Regions from separate parts of the Bombyx mori genome. Here region 1 is linked to region 2. The links are chromatin contacts, called in public Hi-C maps. All regions are on one chromosome and are shown on one strand. Each heading gives the region's core, a stretch centred on a gene start, on an enhancer-like site or on the middle of the called end of the contact. The rest is flanking DNA. Distances are from core to core; before and after follow the strand shown. Region 1 overlaps LOC732885 (very low-density lipoprotein receptor). Region 2 holds the start of LOC105842081 (adenylate cyclase type 8).

Region 1 (4,969 bases), core at 26-2,525, 73 kb after region 2:
AACGTTAAGAAGTGATCTCTTTAAGTTATTTAAAAAGACTGTACACATGTAAATAAATACTCAATAATTTTATCAATAATTACATTGCAACATGTAATATTATTTTGTCGTCGTAAATTGAGTGTCCTTTCTAATATAATTTTCCCACTTAATTATTTAAAAATCCGATGGTTACAGTACATACATGTAGTTCATCATTATCTAACTTAATTCCAAGCCCAATGATGTATAATCATTATAATGTGTCGAAAGTTAGTCCACTCCAAAGTAAGCTCCATTTTTATTTTGAAGAAAAATAATAATCATCTTTGTTACAAAGATAGGTAGACCTTGATGTTTCTTTTTAGCGAGTAAGTTTTACATTATGAGTAATAAAATAAATTGGTTATAAATTTGTCTTATTTTAATTATCACTTTCACTTTAAATTTTTCATAACTACAAGAAAATTATTGCTATACGATATAAAGTTAAACAATGACATTACTATGAAGCTATTTAAAGATGAAGCCCTTAAGGATTTAATTTTCCAAAGGTTTTTTTAGCCACGTTAAAAAAAAAGATTGTCAGATAATACAAAAATACTGTGTTAAGAAAACTTTGCCATTGTTATAATCACCTGGATTTGTAAACAATATGCCGGCAAGATTAAGTTTAACCACTATCACTATCCTGCCTGCGCAGTAAGCGTGCATACCGATTTGTAGAGTAAGATAGCTGTTTTGATGAGGTTGATATGATTGAGATTTAGACCTGATGTCTCAAGCTGTGGCAATGGCAGCATTGTGATTTCTATGAGATTATGTTACCATTTAGGATCAGCTGGGTCGTGAACTTCCATCTGACCAGTTGAATTAATAAAAACTGGTTACAATGGACACTAACTTTATTTTTTATAATTTTTTTACTCTGTTATACAGCTAGTTTTATAAGCTTTAAGCTTATAAGATAAAGACGTGGAGTCGTCACAGAAGTGTTAGTGTACTCTTTTGATCGTTATTCTCTGTAATGTGTATGCGACCCAATGCCGATTCTCATAACATTAACCTTTGATGACTGACCACTTGTGGTTTCGTGGCAGTGAAATGATACCACCAATTACAACTTTTATTAACTACAATTTTATATTTAATTAAAGAGCGATATAATACAGAAGTTAATAGCGGAGCACCCAGCGTATGTCTGCTCCGAACTCAACCGAACAAAAGCACTTGCGAGTACCATCGAATATTTTCGTCCGATGTTCCAGCGCATGGCCGTACTCAGCGCAAGTCCGCACTCGGGCTCGCCACAGCGCTCTCCTCCGAGATCGCGACAGCGATCGATGTTCTGATCTAGCTAGGTCTGGTAGAAGTCTGGGAATCGTACTCGTCTTCCGCTTCTTGTCCTCTTCTCAGACTCCGGTGCAGGCAACAAAGTGGTTGTTGGGGATGGAGTAGATGTAGCTGCAAATTTGTAGCTTCTACGAAATACCTACACTCTTTGACTGATCCGCCATATTCTATACGACGTACGTGTGAGAAGGATGTAAGATTCTACCTGTGAATATGTAACAATAAAAATGTAAGCCCGAGAAACGTTTGTCATTTATCCAAAGAATCCAACATTACATTCTCCAGTGGCTAACCATCTAACAACACAGTGTTCAATTTAATTCATGCTGCAAATCAGTACCTATCTTTAACAAAGACATTTGGTTTTCGGGTTCGAAGGGTAACTATAACATGTCTCACATGTGTGTTTACGATAATCAGCAGACAATCCTAGCTTGTAGCGATTAAATCCGCAATACAAGGTGATTTTTTTAATAGAAAATCGAAAAAGGGTGGCGGCATTCACATTGTAATCTCCATAAACTCCGGTAGCCACTTAAACCAAGGTGGGCCGTGAAATTGTACTGTAATTAAGCGAAAAAAGGAAACAAAATATTTCGATACTCACAAGAAATGGAAACCATACCAATAGTATCTACAGTCATGGCCACAATAACTTAAACTAAGTAATTGTGATCCTAAAATTACGTTTCAAAATTATGGAGGGTAGAAGTAAGGAGAACTGTCTTGTACAGGGTGGCCCATAAGTCCTTTGATATGAAAAAAAATTATTAAAATAAAACTAATTACATTATGAATTAAATTTTTATTTACATAAAAAGCTTAAAAAACGGGAATTATTTTTTGAAAATAACATCTCCTAAATGTAATCCGTTGCGATCACGGCACTCTTGCAAACGACGTCTAAAATTGTCGATGACTGCGCGGCACGTCACTGCTGAAATGCTTGTCATTTCTCTGCGGATGTTTTCTTTTAGGGCCTCAATTGACCGCGGGTTTGTGTCGTATACTTTAGCCTTAAGGTAGCCCCACAAAAAAAAATCCATCGGGGTCAGATCTGGACTACGTGGAGGCCAGGAAATGTCTCCTCTCTTAGAGATAACTTTGCCAGGAAAAAGTTGACGGATAACGGGCATAGCAGTGTTAGAGGTGTGAGAAGTGGCCCCATCCTGTTGAAACCACGTCCTGGCATTAAAGCCTGAAAAGTTTTGCAATTCTGGTATGAAAAACTCTTCGATCATAGCCACATATCGCTTACGAGTTGACTGTGTCGGATTTTCGCGAATAGACTGTGTCACTGTGTCTATGTTTTGTTCCGTACGTGACGTCCTTGGGCGACCCAACCGCGGTTTATCTAACGTCGAACCGGTCTCCTCGAAGTTAGCAACCCAGTTCTTAATCGTTTGAAGAGTTGGAGTGTCGTCAAAGTTGTGTAAACCTTTGTGTTCTCGAAATTTACGCCGCGCAACGGTTGCCGAATTGTCGTTTTTTATAAAACTCGCGCACACAAAACGCACGGTCCGCTCCGGTAAAACGCTCCATCGCGACTAAATTCCCAGAAATCGAAGTTACTCCCCCCGCTTCCCCTGCACCGCTCACGCGCGCCCTGTTCGTTTTATTCAAATTTTACTTTTCAAAGGACTTATGGGCCACCCTGTATAAGGGACAAGTGAATAAGCATCCACCTGTAAACAGCAAGTGACTGTTGGAAGACACACCGAATTAGCCCTAGTGTATGAAATGGAAATTATATGAATATGGGAGTTTTGAGCAAAGTGAAATGTCCTAGGTTGAAAATTTTGTCCAGGCGGCTGGCCGATCCTTCGGCTGGTCGTAGGACCATCGAGACGATTCGTCCCGGTCCTTGTGGATTGGGTGAATCGTGACAGAGGACGCTTCACTTTTCTGCTCACGCAGGTGCTCACTGGGCATGGTTGCTTCGGTGAGTTCCTGCACCGGATTGGAGCCGAGCCGACGGCAGAGTTCCACCATTGTGGTTGCGACTTGGACACGGCGGAGCACACGCTCGTTGCCTGCCCCGCATGGGAGAGGTGGCGCCGTGTCCTCGTCGCAAAAGTCGTTTCCTGTTTTTGTGGCATCGATGCTCGACAACGACGAGTCATGGAAGGCGATGCTCGACTTCTGCGAGTGCACCATCTCGCAGAAGGAGGCGGCGGGGCGCGTGAGAGACGCACAAGCCCGCCGCCGTCGAGAGGGGGCCAGGGAGGCGGATCTCGCCCAAGCCTTGGCCCTCTAAGTGTTTCGGGTCTCCCTTATATGTCGGTCTGGGGCCCGGCGAAAGGGGCCTAAGAAGATAACGTGCAAGCTGCTCTGCACGCGTTTTACGCAAGAGCATCCGGGTGATGGAAGGCCGGCTATCCTCGACCCACGCTGGTTCTGACCAGCTCTGATAACTAATTCTAACCGGCGCCATCTAGGCGGGCTTCGGACAGCCTGCCGACCGAGAGGGTTCGTGGTCATGGCGCCAATGACCGCCGGTCCGGCGTCCCGAGGGGGAGGGTGATGGGAGAGAGGCTAAACGCTTCACTCTCCCCCGTTTGCCTTTTCTTGAGTTCTGTCTCATGAGAGGCTCGGACGTAGTTTATTGAGCGACAGGAGGTTTTAGTCGGTTCGACTCCGACATACCCCGCCCGCCATCCCCAGTGGAGGGTGGGAGAGCCCGGCGATGTCACCGATGTCCTCCTGACCAAAAAAAAAGTAAAAAAATTTAATATTTTTCTTAAACTTGTGTAGTTAAAAATATGCAGTATTTAAAATCTCAACTATCGATTTTTATTATTATTTACGTAGGAAGTGATTCTTTCCTTCTTAATGTAGTATCCAATTCTAATAGCTTATGGCACTGTTTTTAAAATCTTTCCATTTGCTAATATAGCGCTACCTTAATTGGCTCCATTTCAGTGGACACTTTTTAATACACCCAAAAAAATGGTCATGGTCAAGGTCCTACTCCTTTTCGTATTCAACGTCCAATCAAAAATTCTAAATAAAAAAATCATCGATTTGTCATTTTAATAAACAAGAAGTTGATTAATCTTAACTGGATTGGGCTGCGCCAATAAATCCCTTTGACTTTTTAATTTTTTAAAAGCCTAGAAAGTCAAAACAAAACCACGTCAAAGGAAATACGAGGCGCCGTCCGGTTGTCAAAATATTGTTTGTGTTGCGGTTTTATTTAATTTAAATCTAAATCTAAAAGTATTTCATTTCATACTGAAATAATTTAAATTGATTTGAATTGACCATTTTCAACATGACGCAATTCATTGACAAATTCAAACAATTAGACGCCTATGCTAAGACTTTGGAAGATTTTAGAGTTAAAACTACAACGGGGGCAACCGGTAAGTAATTTAGAACCTTCGACCCATTTGATGGTAAGAGATTACATTAGCTCGTGAGTTTTAACAACTTCGAAAGTAGAACCAAGCTGCTGCCTGCCACTAAGGAATCACAATCGTTTTAATCGACATTTTAAAAAGATCACGTTTTGCATAGCTCTCGAAAAATACTGTGTGGTGTCTTGTACATACCAAAAATTTACCAATAATACACTGAGTTACATAAACATAGCCGGACCAGGTAGTAGAGATGAAATCTGTTCGTGGATATAGTA
Region 2 (5,156 bases), core at 2,228-4,727:
TGAAAGTAGTGTAAGTATATCTTTCTTAGCTTCTGCACAGTATCTGGTGATATCTAATGGAGATATCAAGGCCATTCGGACAAGACATGGTATTATGGGTCTTATTTCATCAGGACTACATTTCATAAGACCCGGAATATCAACATCTTTTAGGGCTTTGAAAACGTGTGGTTGAACTGGTTTCATGAATTCAATATCCATTATGAAAGTATATTATAACACATCACAAGCTTTTAATATTAATGTTGGGAGTAAAACACAAATCTACATAAACATAGTAGATACTTGAACTAGCAAATTGATCACAATTATTAAGTTCTGTTGATCACTAAAATACAAACACCTTTTTTAAGGGATTTTATGACCTGGTAACTAAGACCTTTAAGACAAGTCTTATTTTAATTTGAATGAAATCTTTTTTATATGCAAAATTATATTATGAAATGAAATTATGTTGATTGATATGAAACATGGGATGAAATGAAAACGAAATGAAATGAAATGAGATGATATAGGATGAACTATAATCTCTGTAAAATGGTGGTTATTTATTGAGACTGGACTTTTTGGCGGGAACGCGAGGAGTGAAGTTGTGTGATTTGTTTTATTTTGTCCATTTAGTGTTTCTTCAGGTTTAAATTTGTAAGGCTCAGTCAGGAGGAAAAAGTGTGCTAACAGCTGCAGGAAGCACCCCCGGAGAGGGCCTAATACCTAATATATTATAATAATAATATACAATAATGTAATAGATTTCGGTCAAAAACGCGGCATAGTGAGAAAATTTGGCGAGAAATTAAGCAGGTTGATTCTATTAGCTAATTTTCACGAAAAAGCGTCTAACAGCACTGATAGTGGATCGGGTAGATCTGTTGGGACACGTTAAGGGTAAGTTTGTTTTGCATGAGCTGGATCAAGAGCACAGTTAGCGGCTGCCATGATGAGAAAGTTATGGCGCCGAGCCGCTGCGTCGCGGCACCGTAATAGTTGCGAAATAGCGCTCCGCTCTGCAACTATTTCGGCGCAAGGCCCTACGGCGGCGATCCTGAATCGAAACTATCTTTTAGGCTTAATCTCGTGTTTTTTATTGTTATTATTATAATATTTATAAGACGTTTCTACATTAGCATATTATATATGCTAATATGCTAATGCTTAGCCGTACCTATGCTAGTTTTGTATAGTATCACCTTTTACGAAGGGACATTTTACTCCGCTTGCAGATCATCGGGTAAAGTCTGCCAAATAGAAACACGATGCGGTCACGGATAGCCTTAATATGAGGACACAAAATTTGCATCTAACTGCTTTTCGGTAAATCCTATAGTCCTCAATGGTTGGGAAGACGGGACAGACGGGGAAGTTGGGGACTATCTCTGACGAGATAGTGTTCTGCTATTATAGGCCAACAATATCGAGCAATTGCATTATAATGGTGGCTGACCTACGATTTAAACTAAAATGCGAGCGTGCGATGCGTGCTTTTGAACTAATTTACCGGTTTGATTTTTATTTCATTTTCAACACGGAAGTCCTTCGTAACGAGTTCAGTTAAATAAATATTTCTTTCGGAAAATGATACGTGTCTGCGGAATTTGAACATCGGCATATTCAATCTTAAAGAATGGTCAGCCAGATGTATTCCACCTGAACTGTTCGAGCTGAATCCACACTCCCGCCCACCTGGTTTCAAAGAAAAACGCCCAATCTGGTGCGTGCTTAACCACCTGAGAACGGGAGTTGGTCACTGTAATCAACTGCGGAAGAGATGGGGCTGGACGGAAAACGAATGCGGATGCCCAGAGCAAATTATACGCCACATTGTCATGGAATGCCCACTAACGAGATTCGCAAGCCAAGTGGAAGATCTCAAAAATGTAACAGAAGAAGCTATCGATTATTTCACAAAATGTAAATTTAAATTATAACCACGCAGTGTAAACGAATGCCATACGATAAATAAATAAAATAAAATCTTGTTTGATATTCTATCTCGCGTGATACGAGTACACTGGGCGACTTATTGAGTCTTATTGTTTAGGCCACGACTATTTTCTATAGAAATTTATACCTACCTGTCGCAGGATTTAGGCCTTGGCATAATCGTAGAACTCGATACAATTGGGTATAGGTAAGATCACGGACTGCTATGAAGGAGTAATGGGGCGTAATAAAATCATAGTGCAATAATTGTATTGTGAGCTCGTAACGCTAATTATGTGCAATGGTGTAGCCTATTTTTGGTATCAATTGGCAACAGCTAAGTTTCTTTGTTTTTTAAACAATTTTACGTCATCGTATTGATAATCTATTAAGAACATGTGTTAGATATGTTACTTGTGATAATGTAAAAAAAATATATTACTAGTAAAGTACCTATATATTCGAACATACTTTATATTTATATTTTTCTGGTAGTAGGATATGTTTTCATACCACAGTAGGAACCACCACCTTGCTTATTTTTGGCGCAAAGGAGTAATTCGTTTCGGTTTAAAGGATGGGATACCCGTTCTACTATACATTTGATAGGTAGTAGGTACTCGTGCTTCAGGACGGATACCTAGAGGCATTCACGTTATGCTGTCTTTGGCCTCCGATAAGCACATAACAGGTGGACCGTGAACTCATCTGCCATTCTATCCTATAAAAAACAATGTACTATTAAAAAGTTGTAAATAAAATGTGTTTAGAGATTAAAAGTACAAAAAAATGTTAAAATTACCGAATGAGAATTAGAATGAGATTAATAAGGAAAGAACTAATCAATTCGCCACTAATTTTATCCGACTGCAAATACGCCATAGAAGTATTATTAACTGATTTAGGCTCCACTTATACCTATGTATGATATACTTTTATTTTATTTTACTAACAAAATGCTGAATGTATGGAAGCTGAAAAAATTCTCATTTTTATAATTTTTCTAATTTTATACATATCTAAAACATATACAAAAATCAAAACGTAGGCATGTGGCACAATCGCCATTTTTTGGGTTTTATTTTGGTATTGCCTTTTTTGGTAACTTTTAAATGTGTAACATTTATAAAAGTAAGTACTTAAAGTCTAACGAAGTTTTTCTAATACACTGAGATATGAACCATAATGAGAAACAGGTGAAACATTAAACCAGTGGAAGGGATACATAACGATCAAGTAGGTATATTAGTTAAAAATATACAATTTCATAAGCAATTTCTCGGACAGTAGTCCCCAATTTAAGTAGGTATATGTTGCATGTACATATTATTATGTAGTTAAGACACAAATGAGTTTAAGTTTATGTATTTCTATAACTCGGATTTGAAAAAACCTCATTAAGGATAAATACTGAAAGCAAAGCTGTTTTCAGCAATTTCGAATTCAAATTAAATTACCGTACAGAAGAGACAAAGAGCGTTGTGTTCACAAAATGCGAGTAGAATCAATGTAGTTCGGGGCTGAGCGCAGAGGGCGCGTGGGGCGGCGCGGTGAGTGCGGCGCGGTGGGCGGCGCGGCGGTTGGCGACGGCCGCGGCAGTCGCGCGCGAGCACGTGCGCGCACCGCCTTCGCGCCGCCCGTCCTGACTGCTCCACCACCCGCGCCCTCACATCTCAACACGCTCAATAATAAGGCAATTTAGTGCACTACAGTGTTCTGTTTTACTAAATAATTTATTACTGAAATACTCTCAATAGCCGCTTAAATTTTTACGAAGGATCAGTTCCGCGGTGCTTTGAATTGTAGGTCAATAATTGAAGTTCATAGTGGCTGCTTACATCATCAAATTCTTCAATGATTTCGGCGGGAAACAATAGGCATAATATTCCATTTAATAGGAAAAATTTGTTTCGATTGGTACATACATAGAACGTTAGTAATGAATTAGTATTAAGTCAAGAAACTTAATTCAAATAAAAAATCCGACATTATACTTAACTAAGACTAGAACTCGTAGAATGATATTTGTCTATAGTTTAATGTTTCATATTATCACGTTGTCATAAGCAATCGTGTTCTAGAATATAAACAAAAAATAAAAATACTTCATCTTATTCGTTTAAGGCAACAGCATGCTAGATGTGAGTTTAATGAGATCCGGTAAGCCCTTAGTAGTGGATGTGTCACGAATTCGTTTGTTCCTCTATCTCCAAAAAAATATCCATATATAATGTGATCAGCTGATCATTATTTTTCTTTTGCTTTACAATTACTTACCGTTATAATCAATAAAAATGTTAATACTTCACTGTAAATTGCTAAAGGAACATACTTTAGAAAATATCTTCAATAAATATTAAATTTAAATGAAATTGTTTTAAACTGTCCAAAATTAGACAGACTATTAAACATTTTCATATTATTCTATTTTAAAACTTTAAATCTTAAAATGTTTAAAAAGAGATTGTTCAGATTTACAAGATTAAGACAGATTGAACATTGAAACCCGCTTACGTTGGGAAAATAAGCACTAGCAACAAGTGCTTTATCGATCTTTCGAGATTAAGTACTAAAGGTTTTAGTAGAGTATTATAATATTTTATTATTTATAAAACAAAATCTTCTCAAAGCATCAACGTTGTCATCATTCTAAGAACAGTCAAGCTTAAAAAATCGCGAATATAAATAAAGTGAACGTTGAAATTTGAAGTCTTATTCTTACAGTTATGGTTCTATGCGACGACTTCAAGCACAGGTTCTTAATTTGGACCCTAGATTTGTTTGTATTTATGTCTCTCGATTTTTATTCAAATGCATGTAGAACAAATCAATATGATACGACTGAATACTAATTACAGCTGAATATGATAAAGTTAACGAATTCTTGTCAGACCGAAAAATAAAAAGGATGGTTATTTCATTCCTGTGGATATGCATGACGCTCTATGCCGAGTTTTTCCGAATAGATTTAGGGGATTTGGAATTAGGGAGTTAAATTGAAAGGCAATGAGGATACTAGTACCACGGTCATAAGAGGGATGTACTAATACTAATTAACAGGAGCTTGAGGAGATCGGGATCTTCTGCTTAATATACTATTATCATCAAGATAGCCTCGCGTATCATACGTAGAGTTTGTTTGATTTTTAACTATATGTTTTTGAAAAATGTTGGCAATGCCGTATGGAGTAACGCAGTAAAAAGCCGGAAAGCGGATCGCGTGGCTTTGTTGCACT

What was found. A called contact is a pair of places that touch in the nucleus more often than the background predicts.
Region 1: a contact with region 2 is called in a Hi-C map of whole pupa, with 2.4 times the contacts expected there. The contact joins the enhancer-like site here to the promoter of LOC105842081 in region 2. A contact is called at or near these places in 2 of 7 Hi-C or Micro-C datasets (both in whole pupa).

The regions. Positions count from the first base shown.
Region 1 is chr4:8,382,701-8,387,669 of ASM3026992v2, forward strand. It overlaps LOC732885 (very low-density lipoprotein receptor), which reads left to right. Exons shown (of 5, transcript NM_001110326.1): 5 at 1-392. The coding sequence ends at 15. LOC101741074 (endoplasmic reticulum-Golgi intermediate compartment protein 3) reads left to right here and starts at 4,466. Exons shown (of 8, transcript XM_004929230.5): 1 at 4,466-4,697. The coding sequence starts at 4,607. Within about 2 kb of position 1,276, at least 1 of the 8 cell types and tissues checked has open chromatin away from gene starts, as enhancers often do.
Region 2 is chr4:8,307,997-8,313,152 of ASM3026992v2, forward strand. It overlaps LOC105842081 (adenylate cyclase type 8), which reads left to right and starts at 3,478. Exons shown (of 21, transcript XM_062668205.1): 1 at 3,478-3,613. LOC134198765 (a long non-coding RNA gene) reads right to left here. Exons shown (of 2, transcript XR_009972948.1): 2 at 4,497-5,156. It overlaps LOC101740375 (integrator complex subunit 2), which reads right to left and starts at 495. Exons shown (of 7, transcript XM_004929224.5): 1 at 1-495. The coding sequence starts at 201. It overlaps LOC134198764 (a long non-coding RNA gene), which reads left to right and starts at 627. Exons shown (of 2, transcript XR_009972947.1): 1 at 627-885; 2 at 1,221-1,975.